Linked DNA regions of Nomascus leucogenys: region 2 is linked to region 1. A link is a contact called in public Hi-C data. All regions are on one chromosome and are shown on one strand. The core of a region is the stretch at or near the end of the contact, and the rest is flanking DNA. Distances in the headings are between cores, read along the strand shown.

Region 1 (4,831 bases), core at 1,500-3,999:
AGGACTGGATCCAACTGGGAGGAGTGTTACCCAGGGTGGCCTGGGACAACATAGCTGGATGGAGAGTTCCAGTTTTCATCATCTTAGTTGCAAAAAGAGAAGGTCACCCACAGAAGGCAACTTTGTGCATTTGTGGGCCAGGCAAATGCAGAGAGCAAGTAGGGAAGCTGAAAACAAGGGAGTGAAGATCTCTGAACAGAGCTGGGTGGGTAGAGAGGGTCAAGGGAAACATTTCAGTTCTGAAGCCACAAATGGAAAGGCTGTGCCAGAGTGCCCCTTTTATGTTAGCGGTTGAGAGAGGCTCCTGCTGCTGAGAGTAGTCACCCAGCACTACAGGCTAAATGCTGCAAATCTTCTATAGTGATATCAGATCTATTTTTATTCTCTCATTTATATATTTCCTTTTTATCTTAGCAATATAGGATTTTTTATCCTTTATCTTCCTCCTGTGGGTCCTGTTTTGTTTGTTTGTTTGTGTGTTTGTTTGTTTGAGATGGAGTCTCACTCTGTGGCCCAGGCTGGAGTGCAGTGGCGCCATCTCGGCTCACTGCAAGCTCCACCTCCCAGGTTCACGCCATTCTCCTGCCTCAGCCTCCTGAGTAGCTGGGACTACAGGGGCCTGCCACCACGCCTGGCTAATTTTGTTTTTGTATTTTTAGTAGAGACGGGGTTTCACCGTGTTAGCCAGGATGGTCTTGATCTCCTGACCTCATGATCCGCTCCTCTCGACCTCCCAAAGGGCTGGGATTACAGGCGTGAGCCACCGCACCTGGCCCGCGGGTCCTGTTCTTAAGCTCCACTCTTTATAACTCAAGTTTGTTTTGGTTTTTAAAATTATTTTTTTCTTCCTTTTTTTCCTTTAAGAGCTTTCTAAAAGCTGGCACTTTGGTAGATTTCTTTTTTTTCTTTGTTCACGTAGTCTGATCTAGAAGCCAGGACTTTATGTTGGCCTGGATATGTCAGGTCTCTAATCAACTCTGTGTAACGTGGAATAGCTTGACAACAGGCATAATAATAATAATTAAAAATAACAGTGACTGCAGAACTAAGACATGAGATTCAAAAATAAGAGGGAAAGTGACACAGAATCATAGGCTTTCATCTGAAAATATCTCATTCCGGCCAACTGAGAAGCACCCTTGCAAATCAGTTAGAATATCTCTCTGTGGAGAAAAGCAAAGCCAGAGAGAAATGTTGCCTTCAAGTGTAGTTTGCCTGTGTATTACCTTCTTTTGAAATTCCCACAGACAAATAAGCCTTTGAGAACCCATATGAAAACAATGGCTGCCACTAGTAAGATTTCCAAAGGTACTTTTAAAACATGGAGTAGATTTGTTTTTCTGGCCCAACGACTTCAAAGAAGTTCCCACTTAAATCCATGCATGGTCATTTTATACTGCCATTACATATTCTTGTTTGCTAAATGTAAGTCTTGTCAATGAGTTATTTTAAAAAGTACTTTTTGAAATTACCCACACCCCAAACAGCAGAACTGCTGTGTGTATACAAATGCTCTGGAAAGGCACAAGTCAGGTACTGGGTGTAGGCACAGGACAGACCGCATGGTCTGCCTTGGCAGCCCTGTCCTCACCTGCAAGCTGCCCACACACACTCCCTTCCAAACGGTGCTCCCTCTGATGCCAATTGGCTGACTGAGCTACTGTGGGAGGAAGCCTGTGAGGGGGTTGGTGGTAGTGATGTGAATAAATATTTTACAAACTAAACTTCAAGTATAAAACTTGATTTACCCTTTCAACCAAATTCACATGGGAAGTCCCACCTCTTCTTAAAAATCTTGGACATTCAAGAGTTAAGGGATATGGAAGCTGGCGCAGCATGGGGCTGTCATCCAAGACCAGCTGAAAAGGCAGCAGGAAGGGTTTGGTTCTGGCTAGGCTACAGACAGGCCATCTGGATGTAGGGAAGGCCTAGAATGCCAGAAGCAGCTTTTCTTTTTGATTTTAGACTTCATCGAGTCCAGCCTGGGAAAAGTCTTTAGTTTAAGACCCAAACTGAGAGTCTTCTTTAAACAGGGATTCAATATTTGAATTTTATATAAAACAAACATCCGCTACACGTATTCTTTTTGGCAAAGAAGGTTGGAGACAGCAATGTACACACAATTAAACATACTTAGAAAAAAATGTAGACCAGATTCACTAGACTTATAAATACATAGGAACTATGTGTAGTTTTTAAGTAATTTTGCTAGGAATAAATATTGAAAGATTGCCTGAAAAAAAAAATTTTATATTATACCCCCTCAGTTACTTTTATGAATATTTATTTCGTTGTTTTTCCCATAGTTCACATTAAAAAGCAATTTTAGTCCAGGAGTGGTGGCTCACACCTGTAATATCAGCACTTTGGGAGTCCGAGGCAGGCGGATCACTTGAGGCCAGGAGTTCGAGACCAGCCTGGCCAACATGGCAAAACCCCATCTCTACTAAAAATACAAAAATTAGCCAGGTGTGGCAGTGCACATCTGTAATTTCAGCTACTTGGGAGGCTGAGGCATGAGAATCACTTGAACCTGGGAGATGGAAGCTGCAGTGAGCCGAGATCACCCCACTGCACTCCAACCTGGGTGACAAAGTGATACTCTGTCTCAAAAAAAAAAAAAAAGTAATTTTACCACATTAAAATTGCCTTTAGGTCTTTAAAATTATTTTCCTTCTCTATTTTTATTTTATATTTAATAATGTTACATTTATAATTAATCACATTAGACATAATGTTAGTATGGGCCAGGAAATTTTTCTTTAGTGAAACTGAAAAAAAAAACCCTGCAGGGAAGTTATAGCAACTTCCTACTCTGTATCATTCATGAACATACACTCAGTTTGGAAACCACCCTCTTTAAAAGATATGATCTATTCTTCCTTAGCTATTGCAGTGTGCGTTTGATTTGTATGTGTTATTCTTAACAATTAAAGGAAAAGGTGAATGTAAATTCACTTGGACAAAACAGGAATAAAAGAATATTATCCTTAAGGGAAGTCTTACCTTAAGGAAGAGAAAATGCACGTATTTTTCTGGGCGAGGGTGGTGGGGTCAGGGAGGAAGAATTTTTTTTTCTAAATAAGGCATTAATTGCCACCTAGCAGTAGAGGAAGGAACTGCGCACTTAGTTTGCCACTGAAATTCTAGAAAACATTAGTTTTAAAGGACATATTACTTGTATTGTAAGCAATATCTTAGGAATTATTGGTCTATTGGCAGACTAAGGATTGAATTTTTTCTCTTGTCTTGAGGAAAGATAAAGAAATAAAACAAATGAAAATATTTGGCCTATTTGTAAGCATACTCCTTCCATCATAAAACGTCTCTGTTCTCTTCTTGCCCTTGCCACTCCAGCAACAAGCTAAAGGAAAAGAAATTCTGAAGCCATCATAACACGAAAAAATGTTGCCTTTGGCAGGGCGCGGTGGCTCACGCCTGTAATCCCAGCACCTTAGGAGGCTGAGGCGGGCGGATCACGAGGTAAGGAGATTGAGACCATCCTGACTAACACGGTGAAACCCCGTCTCTACTAAAAACACAAAAACAAAATTAGCCGGGCGTGGTTGCGGGCGCTTGTAGTCCCAGCTACTCGGGAGGCTGAGGCAGGAGAATGGCATGAACCCAGAAGGCGGAGCTTGCAATAAGCCGAGATCGCGCCACTGCACTCCAGCCTGGGAGACAGAGCGAGATTCCGTCTCAAAAAAAAAAAAAAAAAAAAAAAATGCTGCCTTTGTCCTATTAGAGGAAGAAATATCTGGGGTTTTTTGCTTGTTTTTCTGTTTGTTTGTTTTTTGGAGTCGGAGTCTCGCTCTGTCGCCCAGGCTGGAGTGCAGTGGCACGATCTCTGCTCACTGCAACCTCCGCCCCCTGGGTTCAAGCGATTCTCCTGCTTCAGCCTCCCGAGTAGTTGGGATTACAGGCGCTCACCACCAAGCCCAGCTAATGTTTGTATTTTTAGTAAAGATGGGGTTTCGCCACGTTGGTCAGGCTGGTTTCGAATTCTTGACCGCAGGTGATCCACCTGCCTCGGCCTCCCAAAGTGCTGGGATTACAGGCGTGAGCCACCGCTCGGCCTAAGAAAGGTGTATTTTGAAAATAAGAAGACATTGGCCAGGATTAGTAATAACAGTTATTATTGTTAGTAATAATGCTTAGTATATAGTAAGGTGATCAGCAAATATTTTTTGAAGGAATGAGAAATGTCTGGCTCCAAAACCTGTTCTTTTCATTATTACCTTCTATGCATATATATTGGTGGCTAAAAGTGCTTGGCTGGACACTTCAGAGTGGCTCTTATATAAAAGCCCTACCTGTGGACCAACAAAAGAGATATTTGGTTTCTTGAGGTTTTAATGGCTTTCAACTCCTCAAAGCATGATTTGGGGATTTGGATCAGGATACACCCTGATTCTTAACCAGCATTTGCAAAATTGATCAATAGAGGTATCCTGCAGGAAGAATGGAACAGAAAAACAACACTAATTCTCCAATTTAAAGACCATTATTAGTTATTTCAGGATTTTTTTAGAATTAAAAAAATCCTAATAAAAGCTGAACTGAAATTTTCCCATGAATGGCTGGGCGGGGTGGCTCACGCCTGTAATCCCAGCACTTTGGGAGGCTGAGGTGGGCGGATCACCTGAGATTGGGAGTTCGAGACCAGCTTGAAACCCCTGTCTCTACTAAAAATACAAAAATTAGCTGGGTGTGGTGGCGCATGCTTGTAATCCCAGCTACTTGGGAAGCTGAGTCAGGAGAACCTCTTGAACCCTGGAGGCAGAGGTTGCGGTGAGCCGAGATCGTGCCATTGCACTCTAGCCTGGGCAAC
Region 2 (4,697 bases), core at 449-2,948, 360 kb before region 1:
GTGCTGCCTCTGTTCCTGTGTAACCTCAGGCAAGTAACTGGACACTATCTAGGCCTCATTGCCCCAATGGGGTGCCTTCAAGTTTGAAGGCATTCATGAATATAAATGGTTTGGAAGCTTGACAGAGCAGGGAGAGATGTCCAGGCCTGAGGGTGCCGGGTTCCGCTTGGGGTTGAAGGGCCTTAGTCCCATCCTGTGGGTCTAGTCTACCAGGAAGGCTTTCTGCCCAATATGGCTGAAGAAGGCAGGCTCATTGTCTCCCTCCTTAGGCACTTAGACAGCTGGGGTTATCTTTCCCGGGGCAAGGTCGTTATTTCAATAGCCCAGAGAAACACACACACACACACACACACACACACTGCTCTGCACGTTCCTAGTCCCAGGAACATTTAATGACAGGTACAGAGCCAAGGCTCTTGCTCTCAGACAGCCCGGCTGTCTGTAGGGACTAAGCTCCGCAGCTTCACCTGAACGTAGATGCGGGTGCCTCATCCCTCTCTAGAAGGCCAGACCCCTGGACAAACCTATCTCCTTGGGATCGCCTGCTACCCTGCCCTGATTTAGGGACTGTTCCCCAAGGGGCACACACCGTAGCGTTGGACCCAGCTCAGGTTGCCACCGAAGTGGGCCTCTCCTCGCGCAGGGTACGCCGCGGAGCCGTGACCGCCCCAAACAGGGAGCTCGCCTCCAAGGGAGCAGGCGAGAGGAGAGGGAGGATTAGGGATAAGGGCCCACTGGAAGAATGACCGGAACAGAATTTACCCTTCCAGAGACTGACAGCCCTTGAAACAGCGCCTCCAGATCAAAGGAGAGAGACCAGGGGAAATGCAGAGAACGGGCGGGGCTAATGGCAAGAGCAGATAACAGCCCCACAGTGGGCGGACTCGGACCCCAGCGGGCTCCCCAGCAGTGGTACCACTGGGGCTGGCGCTCTGCCCAAGACAGCACCCCCAGAAGGCTCACCCAGGGGAAGTGAAACCCTTTGCTGTGCCCCCTCCCAGAATAACAAGCCACCTTTCACCGCAGCCTACGACCGGCTGGCTGCACCACAACGCGCGCGCGAACACACACACACACACACACACACACACACACACACACACACACGCATGCACACGCCTTCCTGCCCATCCATCAGGGCGAGGGCAGCCCCTCTAGAGACCGTTTTGCACAGCTACCTTGTGCCGCGGAGCTGTGTGTGTGGAGGTGCCCTGGGCCGGCCAATCCAGGCCAGTTCACTTGCCGGCTACCTGGGGTAAAGGCCCGGATGCACCCCAGCCCGTCCTGCAGCGCCCTCCAAAGGAGCACAGGGGCCTCTGCAGGCCCGAAGGTTACCAGGTGTCTGTACTCAGATAAGGACAAGCACTCTCATCAGTGCTAACCAACTCACCCATACCTATGGAGTTCGAAATGCGTGCCCCGGGGGCGGGGGCTCGCCTCCTCCCAGCCATCTTCTCGCTAACTCGTGAACTGTGACTGCCAGAAGCACCCTCGTGGAGGACTCGCGCACACTCCAACGGACGCAGTCTTGGTTGGCATTCACATCCCGGACACACGGACCATCATTGTGTACACACGCCTTCCCTGCAAGTGAAACTTCTTTCCAAAGTGGACGCTTTGCAGAGATCGGGCCACGAGCAGAGTGTAGGTCCGGAGGCACAGCGAGCCCCGCCGTCTCCTGGACCTGGCTTCCGCGGACTGGGAAGAAGACCCCCCGCCTGGTCAGGCCGAAGGATTCGGTGGGCTCCTGAGTGGAGCCCACGGTCCCGACAACCGAGGTCGTGGGGCCCCTGGGCCTGTGCACCCGGACGGCGGGTATGCCCCGGGGTCCGCCGGTCCGCGGGCCGCCACGCCTTCGCCGCCGACAGGGGGCGCTGTTCTGACGCTTTGCTTGCCCCTTGTGCAATCTGGGCCTAGAAAGGCGAACTTTTCTAAGTCTGGCGCTCAGCAAATGCTCCCAGGAAAAGCGCGAAGGAACTGATTTCATTCTCTGAAAACTGCTCGACCAGAAATCCCCATGTGGCGACCGTCCAGTGCGTCCTCAGACTTCCAAAATAAAAGCCACCCTGTCAGAAGCCAGTGGGCCACGCCAGACCTAAGCATACCGAGCAATAGGGAAACCTGTGTGGATCAATTAGATTCGAACTCAGCAAATCAAAATCGTTTTGTTGCTGCTGCCTGGTGCAATCCTCAACCAAGAATAAATCCAGAGCACATCTACATTTTATATCTGATCTCTCCTTACCTGGGAAAGCAAACTGCTGGGGCAAAGACTAGCTTCGTTTTATTTGGTGAACAAAATTAGTTTCTCTATAAAAGTGCCCTGCAAGGCCCGAACTGGGGTGAGATGAGTGAGGCACTTGTTTCCATTGCAAAATGTAAAGGGGTGCCAAAAATCTCAGGAATCCAGAGTAATATTTTAACGTAATGCCTTTAATGATAAAAACGAGTGCAAAAACATCCAGGACAAAGAACGTATCTAAACTTGAAATAGGATCTGACAGGGCTAGGAATCCAACCTTCCCCAATCTTTTTGTTCTATCAATCTCTCAACCAATTGGATGATGCCCACACACGCATTCGCTCAAATCCAGTCCTGCTTACCAGCTTTTACAAGTACCACCTCTTCTTCCAAAGTTGAAGCAATTCATGTGATCCATTTCTTCTTGGAGGAGCTTGTTACCCTTTTGAATCAGTATACTTTGTGACTCAGTTTGCCTTGTGACTTCAGCTTTCTGGTGGGTCCAAAAAATTATGATTTTATAGATTATTCAGGTTTTTCTCATTGTTAGGGTGGGAGTGATATGCTTCTGTTGCTTTTGAAATTCTAAGCAGGAACAGAATCCTTTTAACACCATTTTAACACTTTTAATCATACAGTTCAGTGGCAATAATTATATTCCCAATGTTGTGCAAATCATCATCATTATCCATTTCCAGAATTTGTTCGTCATCCCAATGGAAACTTTATTTGACAATAATCCCCACTATTCCTTCTACCAGCCCCTGGTAACTTCTATTATACTTTCTGTCTGTATGAGTTTCCCTATTCTGGGTGCCTCATATAAGTAAAATCCTACAATATTTGTCCTTTTGTGTCTGGCTTTCACTTAGCATAATGTCCTCAGGATTCATCATATTGTAGCATGTGACAGGATTTTATTCCTTTTTAAGGCTAAATAATATACCATTGCATATGTATATATGACATTTTGTTCATTATTTTATATGTTGATGAATATTTAGGTGGTTTTCACCTTTTGGCTATTGTTGATAATGCTGCTATGAAATTGGTGTACAATTATCTATTTGAGTCTATGCTTTCATTTCTTTTGTGTATTTTTTTAGAAGTATCATTTTTAAATTGGAACTTATTTTTATTTTAAATGTCATGTAAGCATATACAGTAAAATTCAGAAGAGAAAGAAATTATTCTTATACAATTACTGTATTTTCTTCCTGTATTTTATGCTCATTTATTTTGCATTAACAATAGTGTGTTATGTAAGATTCCAGGGGAAGCAAACTCTTAGTTGGAGATTTGTGTGCCAAAAGGTAATTGGGAGGAATCCCTGGTATCAACACCTATAAGGGAGTGAAGAAAGTAGGAATGGGCAGAAAGAAAAGTTGAACTGTACAGGAAAGACCTGTCTCACAGGGAGCTCTAGAGCTGGGCTAGGACTTCAGAGTTCTTCCAGCTTCAAGCAACCAGCCTGACCCTTTATGCCTCACTGGAATAGGGCCAGCTTTATTGGCATATGATCTGTGCAATCACACAGGGCCCCTATACTCACAAGGGCTCCATGCTTAGTTTAATGCTCTGCTATTACTGTCATGAAGTTCCTGATAATTTTGGAGTAAGAGGACCCATATTTTCATTTTTCATTGGACTTTGCAAATTATGTAGCTTGCCCTGCCCTCAATCATGCATTCAATGAGAATTTTTCCCAGGAAGGATCTAGACTTTGATCAACACAACTCCCTCTGGCTGAGAGCCATTCCCAGAAAGTGACTCATCTGAGAGCTCTCAGCCACCATACTCCAGTGAGGCTGGAGGAATGCAAGTCTCAGTCCTGAAAGTGAGATTTGGGCAGTACACAACAGCATCCACTACAAACAGCTTCAGACATGTACCACTTTCACACAGCTATAATTATGGTGTATATGTACACACTTGTCTACTTTGTACCTATCACATCACAGACATTTTCAGTGAAACTGCGTTGTCTTCATAGCTATGCCTTCTCACTATGTGTAATATTTCAAGGGCATTTCAAGATGTATTTTGCTTCATAATTTCATTTCCCTCATCAGTCATTATTTCTATATCTATTTTACTATTTCATTGTACGTAATTTTATTACCAGAACCTCAAATTTTCTGTGACAACAAGGCATACAAATTTATCTATTGATTTATTCTTGGTCAGTTAGGTTTCTAACTTATTCCTATATAGTAATCTTATAATGAATATCTTTCTTTATTCAGAATTTTCCATGTTTGAGATTATTCTTGGTGTAGATTATATATAGAATTATTAGATGAGGTAGGCCATTTTGGTGAGTTTGTATAGAAATTGCTAAATTGTTCTCCCAAAAAAATCCGTTAGATATTTTAGTATCAATATCAATATCAATAGACAAGGGAGTATCTGTTTCATGGCATCATGGCCATTATTGTGGGTTTAAAAATTTTTT

The links. A called contact is a pair of places that touch in the nucleus more often than the background predicts.
Region 2: a contact with region 1 is called in a Hi-C map of an unstated tissue, with 2.9 times the contacts expected there. The contact joins two enhancer-like sites. A contact is called at or near these places in 2 of 4 Hi-C or Micro-C datasets (a lymphoblastoid cell line and an unstated tissue).

Annotation. Positions count from the first base shown.
Region 1 is chr15:75,471,164-75,475,994 of Asia_NLE_v1, reverse strand. All of the region lies in intron 2 of PSMA1 (proteasome subunit alpha type-1), which reads left to right. Among named protein-coding and RNA genes, the nearest start is that of COPB1, 35 kb to the right of the region's middle. Within about 2 kb of position 2,749, the one cell type or tissue checked has an H3K27ac peak away from gene starts, as active enhancers do. A contact at or near this core is called in a lymphoblastoid cell line, where this site is marked.
Region 2 is chr15:75,828,417-75,833,113 of Asia_NLE_v1, reverse strand. No RefSeq gene overlaps it. Among named protein-coding and RNA genes, the nearest start is that of CALCA, 65 kb to the left of the region's middle. Within about 2 kb of position 1,698, the one cell type or tissue checked has an H3K27ac peak away from gene starts, as active enhancers do. A contact at or near this core is called in a lymphoblastoid cell line, where this site is marked.